Regions from separate parts of the Sus scrofa genome. Here regions 1 and 3 are each linked to region 2. A link is a contact called in public HiChIP or PLAC-seq data. All regions are on one chromosome and are shown on one strand. Each heading gives the region's core, a stretch centred on a gene start, on an enhancer-like site or on the middle of the called end of the contact. The rest is flanking DNA. Distances are from core to core; before and after follow the strand shown.

Region 1 (4,452 bases), core at 21-2,520, 740 kb before region 2:
GAAGATGAATTTCGATTAGTCCAGGCTAGTAATGGTGAGTCAAGTTCCCTTACCAGTGATTCATTTAAGAATGACCATGTGATTATGAATAATGAAAGGTGAGGAAAAGTCCACTGTGGAGCTTCTGGGAAATTTCCCCGATGTTTAAAACTAGGCATGAGTAAGGGATGTACTTTTCTTCCCTTTCAGGCCTTTGGATGTTGTAATATCAGAACATTAAGATTGGAGTTGCTAAAACTGCATTGTAGTCATGAGTGGAACCAAGAGAGAACCAAGCTGCTACACTGAGAGATGGAAGAGGAGAACAACTTAAAGTCTTGGGCTTGGGTAACTTTTTGGCTAAATGACTTTTCAGGGCTTTTTGTGAGAAAATGTGATTCTTTTATTGTTTCAGGCAGTTGAATTGGATTTCCTGTTACTTGCAAGCAAATACATCCTAACAGATCCCACATTTTTGGGGCCATGGTCATAGCCTGGCGGCTACAGCTCTGATTTGACCCCTAGCCTGGGAACTTCCTTATGCCATGGGTGTGGCCTAAAAAGCAAAAATACAAAAATAAAAATAAAAACAGAACTCATCATCCCTGGAATATCTGGGCAGTTTGTGGAAGAGTGTTCTGCAAGTGGGAAATGATGGGCTTCTTGCTAAAAGGACTTTTGGCTAATTAAGCAATTGTTTGGAAAAACAGGCCATAAAATTTACCATGAGAAATGTGCCTTCCCTGTACCAGGAAGAGAAGAAAACCCTTATCACTATAGGCTGGGAATAGATGCTGAAGTGGATCGCTATATACAAACTTACTGAAATAACTCATCTGTTTTGCCCTGCCCTCATCTATCTTGTAGCCACCTTTCCATAATTTACTGTGCCTAGACCAGACCCCTTTGCCTTGTCATTTCTTCATAAGTTTATTGTTTCTTTGTCTAAAAGGTATAAATGCTTTCTAATCTAGTCACTCCTTTGGATCTTCATTCTCTTGTGATGGTCCCATGTATATGTATGCCTTCCTCCTGCTAATATTTTTTTTTTTTTTTTTTTTGTCTTTTGTCTTTTGTTGTTGTTGTTGTTATCTCTTGGGCCACTTCCTCGGCATATGGAGGTTCCCAGGCTAGGGGTTGAATCGGAGCTGTAGCCACCGGCCTACGCCAGAGCCACAGCAACGCGGGATCCGAGCCGCGTCTGCAACCTACACCACAGCTCACAGCAACGCCGGATCGTTAACCCACTGAGCAAGGGCAGGGACCGAACCCGCAACCTCATGGTTCCTAGTCGGATTCGTTAACCACTGCGCCACGACGGAAACTCCAGCAGTTTTTTGTTTTTTTTTGTTTTTTTTCCTCCTGCTAATATTTCTTAATGCCAGTTAAATTCTAAGGCCCAGCTGGAGACCCTATGAGGGTAGAGAAGAATTTTTCCTCCCCTATACTCTCGTCAGCTTAGAAACACCTCAGCTCATACTTTAAATCATCCCTCTTGACCCAACATTTACCCTTCAGCCACTATCCTGTTTCTCTATTCTCCCTCTCAGCAAAAACTGAATTTTTCCTCAGCAGTGATCTTCAGAGTTTTTTGCCTACAACACCCTAGAAGAATTTTGTAAAGTTATGTACCCCTTTGGCATGTTTTTAGTTTAACATTTACATTTTTTCATATTGTTTACATAGTTGCAAAGGCTGTGATTTCCAGAATAATGTAAACGTTGGTGTTTTAACATTGCCACATCAATCTTTAAAATATCCAGTACATCTAAATATGATATTCATCATTCACTAAAAAACCAAAAGCAATTTAAAAAGCTTATCTTTAGCACACAAATTGTACATCACTCCTTTGTTTAAGTTAGCTCTAGTTCTAATTCACTTCCCCCACAGAATTTTATCCTGATATATCTTCAAAGTCTTTTGTTTACCTATCATACTTCTTTGGAAAAAGTGTATATGAAATTAAAATGTTTACATTTCCCATGACCAGAAGGCTCTAAAAGATAACGTGTCTTGTGGATTTATTGTAATTATTCAAACATAAAAGATCAAAATCACATTGAAGTAACATTTTATGGAAATGCTGTCAATGAAATGAGTAGATTTTTTTCAATTGGCTTATATTTTTGAGGATAGCTCAAAAAGGTTGGGACTCAGCATCAATTTTATTTCAATTTTTTATTATAAAAACTTGTTCACCTTACTGAGTCAGAAGAAAAAAAAAAGAAGAAATTCTATTACAGCAGTATCAGTTATTTCTTTGGACTCCTAAATTAATGCCAAAAATTACTGTGTACTATCATCACATTATTATCTATCATCTTTCTCAATTTGATTGAAAGAATATGAAAACATCTGACTTTCAAGATAATTTCTTGGAGCTACTGCTTTCTCAACTTGATGTCCATGTCTTGAATTGTCACTGTGCTGTGTCATCCCTGGACATTTTACACCCCAGAGAGATGTGCTGTTGTTATAGCCAGAGGAGATACATACCTTTCTCTTGTAAAAAGGGAAAAGGGTGACTGAAAGCTGAAGTGAGAAAGGAGAGGCTGTGCCCACAACAAAGACTTGCTCTTGGGAAGAGCATTTTTAGGAAAATGCACCTTTAGAAAAGAGTTTATCTTAAATGGAGGACTTGAAATTTGATCCCTTGAAAAGTCTTTGGGTTCCCTAGTTTGAAGACCACTGATATATACATGCTTTTTCTACTGACCTCTATTCACTCTTAAAATCCACCCTCCTTGCACCCCTGTCGCCACGCCATTGAAAATACTTTTACAAAGGCCATCAACAATATCCACACTGGTAAGTCCAAATAAACACCAAGACTAAGAAGCAGTTACAAGCTTCAGGACAAAATAAAAAGAAATTCTAGGAAGTTAAGGATAGGGCATTGCTATAGATGTGGCACAGGCCGCAAGTGCAGCTCGGTTCCAATCCCTGGCCTAGGAACTCCCACATGCCTTGGGCAAGGTCAATAAAAAAATTTCTAACTCTAATGCAGAAATCTGACCCAAAGTTGCTCTTAAAGAATTTTCTCTCACAGTGGTCAAGCACTCTGTGCCCATTTTATAGTGAACATTACTAATAAAGACCTGGACGTAGGGTACATTAGTTTAGGGACAGGTCTCCCCATCCATCTGGCTCCAAATAGGAATGCCACAGTTGTGCAAGAACTTTGATGAAGCATCTCACAAGGTATGGGCAGCTTCTGAAATGGTAGGAAGAACCGTGTTTTCAAGATGTATTTGCCTCAGCCAATCTCCATCACACCTTTTTACCAGGTACTATTTGACATTGAAGTCTATTTATTTAGAAAGGGAAATTTAAAATATTAAGGTAATGTTTGGCAGAACTCATTTAAAAAATTCACTGGTTCCCAAAGAAACTCTTCTTTTCAAATCACAGATAATCAGAGACTGAGCATAAGATGTTTTTCAAGGAGGGGAGAGTAGAGCCAACATTATAGCTCTTGGTTGGAGAAAACAGTCCTCAGACTTCCAGAACCACCTCTCCAGGATTTAGTTTTAAAATGCTGGGCATTGTCTCTAGGAGCTTTCAAAAAAGTCTCACAAAATGCAGAAACATGACTGGTGCAGCACCTTTTTCGGAGTGGATGGCATCTTCCGATAAGGTTTAACTCTTCATCGCGTCAACCAAACTGAGAAGTCAGAGCATCTTCTTCTCTCTTTGTAAACAATAGATTCCCTCGCCCCGCCCCGGGCTTTTCCGTCTGGGCGCCTCTCTATAGTGCAGCTTATGGAACACGAAGAGTATATAGCCTAGTATTAAGCTCTTGACGCCCTTGAAGGTCATTTATCACTAACTTCCTCAATATAAAGCATCAATTCGAAAAACTTGCTTTAGACACTGTTTAGCGAGGGGCGGTAATAAATACCCGCTGATGTAATGTAGGGGGGTTTTCGTTTAGGAGCCACAGGAAGAAGCCTTGTTAGCAGTGGAATTCCTTCTACAAATCGGGGATGGTGACTCGGGACATATTCCGACAGCAGGGGGCTAGGCGAGACCTGCACCGCCAGCGCAGCAACAAACGCCTTCAGGTATTTGTGGAAAAGCTAAGAGGGCAGGTTTAGGAGCATGCGCAACAGATTTTCCGTTGGGAAGCAGTGAGCACGCGCACAGCTGATTCGATTCAGGTGAGACTCTTCGGAGCGCGCGCCGTGGCGTCCCGGCTCCCGGTAGCTGTGTGGGCGAATCTGTGGATCCCCCCTCCCCCCTTGGCTGGATTCCAGACTCGTGGAAGAAAGGCTGGTATATTCGTTTTTATGGCAAGAGTTTTTAAATCTTTTTTTTTCCACCTTCTTGAATCGTTGTTTTACAAATACAAATGTATACTGAATATGCAGTGTAAAATACCTAACAATTGGCAACAAGCCACTTGAAAAAATAGGCAAAGGACTGGGGAACAAAGGCATCACAGAAAAAATAACCACAAATAGGCCTTAA
Region 2 (3,896 bases), core at 740-3,239:
CAGTTGTGACAATAATGGAGGGGGAGGAATGGCCCAGGCTGGACAAGCACTGGGGATATAAGACATCTTGCCATGCAGGGAACATTCATGTAAGTGATAAATCTACTTTACCTACTTATTTATTATTGTCTGAGCCTGAAATCGAACATTTACATATTGAAATGCATAATGTTATAAACTGCTATCTTCTTATTATTTATTTTTGTGGCTGCACCCTTGGCATATAAAAGTTCGTTTTCAAAATTTGACTGTTGGGAAGTTCTTGCTGTGGTGAAGCTAAAACGAATCCGACTAGGAACCACGAGGTTTTGGGTTCGATCCCTGGCCTTGCTCAGTGGGCTAAGGATCTGGTGTTGCCATGAGCTCTGGTGTAGGTCGCAGACGCGGCTCAGATCCCGTGTTGCTGTGGCTGTGGCATAGGCTGGCAGCAACAGCTCCGATTAGACCCCTATGCTGGGAACCTCCATAAGCTGCAGGTTCGGCCCTAAAAAGACAAAAAACAAAAACAAAAACAAAAAACCCAAAATTTGATTGTTGAAAGTTTTTTTTTTTAAATTATTCCTCTACACCTTTGCCTTGTAAAAGCATAAGGGTTAAATATAATTAAAGGCAAGCCAATGATTCTTTAAAAAAAATCTACTTTTGGAGTTCCGTCTTGGCGCAGTGGAAACGAATCTGATTAGGAACCATGAGGTTGTGGGTTTGATCTCTGGCCTCACTCAGTGGGTTAAGAATCCTGTGTTGCCCTGAGCTGTGGTGTAGGTCGAAGATGCGGCTTGGATCTGATGCTGAGGCTGTGGTGTATGTAGGCTGGCAGCTGTAGCTCCGATTGGACCCCTAGCCTGGGAATCTCCATATGCAGAGGGTGCGCCCTAAAAAGGAAACAAAACAAAACAAAACACCCCAGAAAACCAACCTACTTTCTATCTTTATGGATTTGCCTATTCTGGACATTTCATATAAATGGGATCATTATACAATATCTGTCTTTTTGTGTTTGTTTTTTACTTAGCAAGCTTTTTTTTTTTTGTCTTTCTTTTTGTTGTTGTTGCTACTTCCTGGGCCGCTCCCGCGGCATATGGAGGTTCCCAGGCCAGGGGTTGAATCGGAGCTGTAGCCACCAGCCTACGCCAGAGCCACAGCAACGCGGGATCCGAGCCGCGTCTGCAACCTACACCACAGCTCACGGCAACGCCAGATCGTTAACCCACTGAGCAAGGGCAGGGACCGAACCCGCAACCTCATGGGCAACCTCATGGTTCCTAGTCGGATTCGTTAACCACTGCGGCACGACGGGAACTCCTACTTAGCAAGCTTTTAAAGCTCATCTATGAGGTAGTCTGTATCAGAAACTCATTCTTTTACTAGTGAATAATATATTGATTTTTTTTTAATTACACGAGAAAGAAGTTATGTTATCCATGCACTTCATTTAAGGATAGTAAAAGGAGCATTGGTTCAGAGTCACTGCTCTAGCTGGGAAGACAAGGCATATGTATGCAAAAAGGCAATTAACAACACAAGCAAACATGTTAAATTTAGGGTATAGTTAAATTTTCTTGGACAAAAGGTGCCCAGGTAAGTATTAGGGAGAGATCAGATTTGTGTGATGGATCCTACAGTTATTGGATTAGTCAAGCCTGATTCAGAAACAGCCATCCAAAAATTAAAACTGCCCCTGCAGTCAATACTAATCCTTCTCAGGTGATCTCCATCAAATGGTCTTTCCTGTGAATAATTTCTGGAGTGATGATGGAAATCAGAGGAAACAAAGTGAGCCAAGCGGAACCAAGTAGATCTGAAAGCTCCGTCGTGTCAACCCAAGGCTTGGGTTTTGTAAAGCTGGGAGCTGCCAGCACCGCCCCCTGCTGGAACTCCACCGCCACTTTCCTCGCGCGTTTTTGCCCAGCTGTTTAGGCCCATCTCGGCCGCCGTGTGTATGTGTGTGTGTGGGGTGGGGGGGGGGGCTGCGTTTAGCCGTTAGGGGGCGGGGCCTCCGCTAACCATGGCCGGCGAGCTGGAGGGCTCCAAACCCCTCAGCGGGCTGCTGAGCGGCCTGGCCCAGGACGCTTTCCACGGGCACCCAGGCATCACAGAGGAGCTGCTGCGGAGCCAGCTCTATCCAGAGATGCCACCTGAGGAGTTCCGCCCCTTTCTGGCGAAGATGAGGGGGATCCTTAAGGTACCGTTCCTCCCTGCAGCCTCCGCCACGGAGTCCTGCCTTGTCCCCGCCGCCCTCAGACTCGTCCCCCCAGAAGCTGAAAGGCTTCCCTCCTCAGACCGCTACTGCTTATGTTGCACTTTACGCTCCTTCATATCCCAGGCGCTCGCCCTGTCGCCTCCTCTCACTTAATGAGGGCTCCCCCCACCAGTGCCGACTGACAGCCGGGGAGAGGACTCAGGTTTTTTTCTCCATACAGTTATCTACCGTCGTGTAGGTCACGAACGATTTTGAGTTGTCTTGGTAGATCTGTGCACTGCATACTTTTTAACATTAAGAGCGATCAGGCCATCAGTTTTACCGGGTCATGGAAGTGTTTGAGTGTTAAACAAGCGAGCAAATGTATACCGGGACAAGGGATGGATTAGTTGGGTGATCCCCTAAACTGCAGTCCACTGGTTGGTTAAGGGAGCACGTCACCATCATGAAGTCAAAGCGTAGCTCAGCCTGTCCAACAGAAATGTAATGAGTGTGTTGCAGAAATTTGATTTCTGTCTGTTGGTGCTGAATTGAAACGCAGAGACAGAGTTTTGGGTAAAGGAGAAAAAGATTGCTTTATTGCTTTGCCAGGCAAAAGCCCCCTCCCTCCCCCAGCCAGGGGTTTAGGTGGTTTTATAGTTTGGGGAGTGGAATTAGGGCTGTAGATAAGGATCAGGCAAGAGGCAAGCTTGCATTGCTTCTCAAAGCTGGTGTTTTGTGGCCTCAGGACTGGTTCTGGTGGGCCGCCTTCTTACCCGGAATGAAGAAAGCTTCATCAGGAAGTTCTTCCATTCGTTGGAGATTTTAATTGTACAGACAGGCTCAGAGATATTGTTATGTATATTCCTTGAGATGGAACCAGGACCCTGCCCCATGGCTTTGCTGCTCCTCCCTGGTCTCTACATCCACCTCCCTTCCCTGATTAGCAGCTGCTCTTTGGAACTCAGGGAAGATCTTGGAGGCTGAGGCTTATTCCCTAAAAACAAGAAATGGAGGACACAGAAAGACTTGTGTGCTAGGAGCCCCACAGGGCACTAGCTCTGTTACAAGAGCCAAACACAGACTTTTACATTTTCTAGTAGCCACGTTAAAGAAGAAGAAGAGTTCCCATTGTGGCTCAGTGGTTAACGAACCTGACTAGTATCCATGAAGATTTGGGTTCAGTCTCTGGCCTTGCTCAGTGGGGTAAGGATTCGGCGTTGCTGTGAGCTGTGGTGTAGGTTGCAGATTCGGCTTGGATCCCGCATTGCTGTGGCTGTGGTGTAGGGCGGCAGCTACAGCTCCAGTTCTTCCCCTGGCCTGGGAACTGCCATATGCCTTGGGTACTGCCTTAAAAAAAAAAAAAGCACAAAAGACAAAAAAAAAAAAAAAAAAAAAAAAAAGGAGAGAGAAAAAGATGAAATTAGTTTTAATATTTTATTTAATCTTAATATCCAAAGTATTACTTTTTCACATGTAATCAGTACATAAAGCATTCATAAGATATTTTATATTATTTTTTCACTAAGTCTTTGAAACGTGGTATGTATTTTACACTTAAAGCGCATATCAATTTGGACTAGTCACATTTCAAGTGCTCAATAGTCACTTGTCACTAATGGCTACTGTATTGGACGATGGTTTAGACTAAGAACTAGTCACAGGAGCGAATTTGGTAATGAAGTGTCCTCAAGAGATAATGTGTTAAAATTATTTT
Region 3 (4,204 bases), core at 1,403-3,902, 880 kb before region 2:
AGTGGTTTAAGGATCCAGCACTGCTGTGAGCTGTGGTGTAGGCTGCAGACCTGGCTCAGATCTGGCGTTGCTGTGGCTGTGGCTCCAATTCAACCCCTAGCCTGGGAACCTCCAGATGCCACGAGTGCAGCCCTAAACCCCCCTTCCCAAAAAAGACTATAATTGCATGATAATAATACTGTAGTCATACAACTAAAAGATTGCAGCACTTTTAATTTGTGCAGTTTCATAACTCAAATGAACCTGCTTAATATTTGCAGAAGGATGACGCTCTTAACAATAGCTTACTATGAAGAAGTGACTCTTAGAATTAATTTGTGTTTTCTAACCCTTTAAAACCTACTACTTGGAGTTCTCTGGTGGCCAAGTGGGTTAAGGATCTGTTGTCACTGCTGTGGCACAAGGACTCCATCCCCTGGCCCACAACTTTTGCATGCAATGGGAGGCCAAAATAAACAAACAAGCAAAAACAACCCACTACTTACCTGCAAGTTTCTAAATGTCTGTGGCCACTTATCAAAAGTAGATACTTGACACAAAATAATGACAAAGACAGATAGATAGTTCTATGGAACTCTTTACCAAAAAAATCAGTTCTGCAGGGAGGACTACAGAAAACTAATTGACTGTGGCTGGCTTCTAATTCAGGAGATTATGTGAGTTGGCAGGGAGGGTAAGGGAAGGAAATCAGGCTTGTCTAAACACACCAGTGAAACTTTCAGATACCTGAAACAGTGACTGAGGGTTGCCTAAGTAAATTTGAGCTCAAGAAAGTACAGAATATGTGGAGAGCAACCTCTACATAAGGAAGCTCTGTGATCATTATTATTTACATATGAATCTGAATCCCTTCCCCCAGCCCAGTCAGCTAGTTTGATGCTGAGAAGGGATTAGGATTCTTTGAGGAGATGATAATCAGCATTTAAAACGTATCCCTGATTGCATTCTCCTCACAGAGAAATTGTTCTGTCACTCCCTTTAAATTATCTTCTCCCGTTGTAAATAAACTATACTGCAATAAAACTTTTAAAAATGAAAAAAAATTATCTCCTTTCCATTAGCTAAGGTCAAGGATTTCATTTAATTGAGAATTAACCTTCAACACAGAGAAACAAATAAATCCTACTGACCAATAAATAAATCCATGAGTGAGTGCTTAAAAAGGGCAATTTGTATCAAAGATTTCCCTGGAGACTTAAGTTAAATAGTTGTATTAAAATGTATACTTCCCCCTCCCCTTGCTGGGCCTTTCCTTTAAAGACAACGTTTCTCCTGTAGTTCACTAGATTAAAGGTATCACGACAGTCAGTAAATGACACAGTGCAATCTCTTGGCTCTGAAAAGTTCCCAAACCTGTTCAGAATTACAAAACCTTGAGTAACTAACTGCAAGAGGTTTTAAAAAAACAAAACCCTCCTCCATATGTGTTAATAATGAAACTTATAAACCTCTCAAGATCATTTTCGCGTAGCAACAATCTAGCGACTTTTCAAGAAAGTTAACATTATTAGGAGAAAATACTTTATGCCTTAAGGCAGTTTCACCTTGATGTACTGCACTGAAATGACAGGCTTTTATAAGACATCAGAAATCAGTTGTTCCATATTAGATTTATTATCTTTGAAAGCAAGCCCTGAGAAATATACCCCATACTGTAAGGTTTTCGCTGTTGGTTACCTTTAAAATGTTTGCTTTTCGTTTACATGTTTACACAAAGAACTGGAACTTCTCATTGCAAAAGAACCTCTCCCACGTGTTAAGATCCCTACGGGGATGGAGTCCCTCTCCACAAACCAATGGCCCCGTCTCTAGTTTACCAGAGGAAAGGATGGATTTTCCTTTCTCACACGATTACAGAAACTACTGCAGTCAAGGAGGCAGCAAAATAACCAGGCTGAGTCTAATCCTGTAATCTTTTCGAACTTATTTCCATACAGAAGGGGGTCATTCTTCTTGTGGGGTGGGGGTGGAGTGTGGATTTCCAAAGGAGGCACTCCTAACTTCATTGCGCCACTGATAAACACTCAGCAGTGGAATCCACTCTAGATTTCTGGAAAGTTCATCCCCAAATCTAACCTCGAGTCTTTCCTGTGGCCAACCAAGCAAGCCTTGCTCCCCTTAAGTCAGGTCCAAGAAACTTCCGACTCACCGCCCTGCTACCAAAGCTTCTGCAGCTGGTGGGAAACGATCTCCTCCATCCACACCTCTCCAGAACCCTGTCCGCACCCCCTCACTTCAAATCTCCCCACCTCACCTTCTCCCACGACGCCGGAGCCTGAGATTTAACCCCTTCCAGCCCTCCAGTGGGAACGGGGAGGACTAAAGACAACGCACCAATTGCGTCTAGCAATTCTGTTCCCCGAGGAAACATGAGCTTTAGAAAGAAAGTACCAGCTGCTAACTCGAGGACTGAGTGGAGTCTCCCCTACCTGTTTGCAGGGAAATCAGTCGAGCTGCCACACAGACCGGCACCCCCCCCCCCGCCCCGCGGGGACAGGAATGCGTGGGGCACTATTCCCGGCTGGAGCCGGACTTGTCCCAAATAAGCTTCCGTGGGACTCCGATGTCTAGGATACTGTAGCCGCTGCCAGAAGTATCGATAAGCTCCTACCCTCATCGGGTTTAGAATGGAAATCCTTCTAGGTCAAAGAAAAAGAGAGCATTTCTTCCCCTGGATTAGTGGTATCCTAATAGACTGTAGTCCCAGCCGCAAAGCTCCACAAGTCACAACCTGACTGCAGAGACAGGCCGGGTGGAGGGTTCCGCGCTCTGCAAGTTGTGCCTTGCGCGCAAACGGATGGTGTCCCCGGGCCTGGAGAGTCCCGGCTCAGAGCCCAGTGCAGAGCGGCAGCCGAGAGGAGGTGGAGATGGCGTCCCAGCCGCCTCCTCCCCCTAAACCCTGGGAGACCCGCCGGATTCCGGGGGCCGGGCCGGGACCGGGACCTGGCCCCACTTTCCAGTGAGTGTTTGATTCTTCTGGCCACGAGTTTTGTGGGCCGGAGCGGGCACTTGGTAAGGGGCGGTTGAGGCCGTTATTAGGGGTGAGGTGTCCCCTCCCCCTCTCATCCAGTCCCCACCCCGCCCCCCAGCCTTAAGCGGGTCGAGGTGCTGCCGGGGCGCCAGCAACGGGAATTTCAGTGTCGGATAGTTGCTTCTGGCTCGGCGGTTTTCGGTAGCGACGTTTTCCAGGGGGCTTCTGGGTCCCGGGGCTTGGAAGAAACGGTGCGGCTGTTTCTTCTGTTTGCGGGACACTCTGACGGAACTGTTTGACTCTTCTACCTCCGCCACCCCTACCCTTCTTCCCCTTAAAGAGTTAGACTTTCGGTTCGTAGCTGCTCAGAGAGGCATTTGCCCAGCCCCGGTTTGATAGGGAACAAAGTCTCAAGCCTTTAACCATTTCTCAAGTTGGTGAAAAGTCAGCAGGTCACATTTAACGCAACTGGAGCTCAAGCCTATACACAGTGCATTCTTTTCCAGCTTACGTAAAGCAATGAAGTTTTGGAAAAGCAACTTTAAAGCAGGAGTTGAGAACTGAGGCCTATGAGTGGCCTTTGTGTGCTAGATAGAGTGTGATTTTTCTAAGCCTGTGAGATATTGTTTTGTTGTAATCAATGTTAAATAGATTTACAGCTCAAAAAAAGTTAAAATAGAATAAAAGAGGAAATTTCACAGCCTTGTGTGTTTTGTGTTGAGTAGATCTGGACATCTTAATTCAAGGAAGAAAAACTCGAATGTCAAATCCCTACTGTGGTAGGTTTACCTAAATAAAAATCCCCAACAGGGGGACACAGCTTTTTGAGGACATGGGTTAGCTGTGACAAAGCAATAAAACTATTATTTTCTCCTTCACACCCCCACCCACCCCAAATTCCCAACGCACTGGAATGTATTTCTGCTATGTTTTAAAATCTCGTAATCTTTTCGCTCAGCGCTTAGGAGCCCGACTAGTATCCGCGAGGATGCTAGTTCGATCCCTGGCCCCGATCAGTGGGTTAAGGATCCTGCGTTGCAGTGAGCAGTAGGTCGCAGATGCCTCTTGGATTCTGTGTTGCTGTGGCGGTGGCTATGGCGAGCAGCTGCAGCTCTGATTCCACCCCTGGCCTGGGAACTAGCATTTGCCGCAGGTGCTGCCCTAAAAAGCAAAACGAACAAAAAACTTGTAATCTCCGAGTTCCCGTCGTGGCTCAGTGATTAACGAATCCGA

The links. HiChIP or PLAC-seq counts read pairs in DNA pulled down with a chosen protein or histone mark.
Region 1: an H3K27ac HiChIP or PLAC-seq map of alveolar macrophages shows a contact between it and region 2. The contact joins the promoter of C3H2orf74 here to the promoter of COMMD1 in region 2. A contact is called at or near these places in 1 of 5 promoter capture datasets (fetal liver), 4 of 47 Hi-C or Micro-C datasets (embryonic fibroblasts, fetal skeletal muscle, heart right ventricle and 1 more) and 1 of 2 datasets of contacts at active chromatin or transcription factors (alveolar macrophages).
Region 3: an H3K27ac HiChIP or PLAC-seq map of skeletal muscle shows a contact between it and region 2, with 9 times the contacts expected there. The contact joins the promoter of PUS10 here to the promoter of COMMD1 in region 2. A contact is called at or near these places in 1 of 47 Hi-C or Micro-C datasets (heart right ventricle) and 2 of 2 datasets of contacts at active chromatin or transcription factors (alveolar macrophages and skeletal muscle).

What each region holds. Positions count from the first base shown.
Region 1 is chr3:80,647,902-80,652,353 of Sscrofa11.1, reverse strand. It overlaps C3H2orf74, which reads left to right and starts at 1,270. Exons shown (of 4, transcript XM_021087505.1): 1 at 1,270-4,257.
Region 2 is chr3:79,912,062-79,915,957 of Sscrofa11.1, reverse strand. COMMD1 (COMM domain-containing protein 1) reads left to right here and starts at 1,989. Exons shown (of 3, transcript XM_021087480.1): 1 at 1,989-2,182. The coding sequence starts at 2,006.
Region 3 is chr3:80,789,692-80,793,895 of Sscrofa11.1, reverse strand. PUS10 (putative tRNA pseudouridine synthase Pus10) reads right to left here and starts at 2,652. Exons shown (of 19, transcript XM_021087518.1): 1 at 2,430-2,652. The coding sequence starts at 2,617. PEX13 (peroxisome biogenesis factor 13) reads left to right here and starts at 2,789. Exons shown (of 4, transcript XM_003481205.4): 1 at 2,789-2,959. The coding sequence starts at 2,868.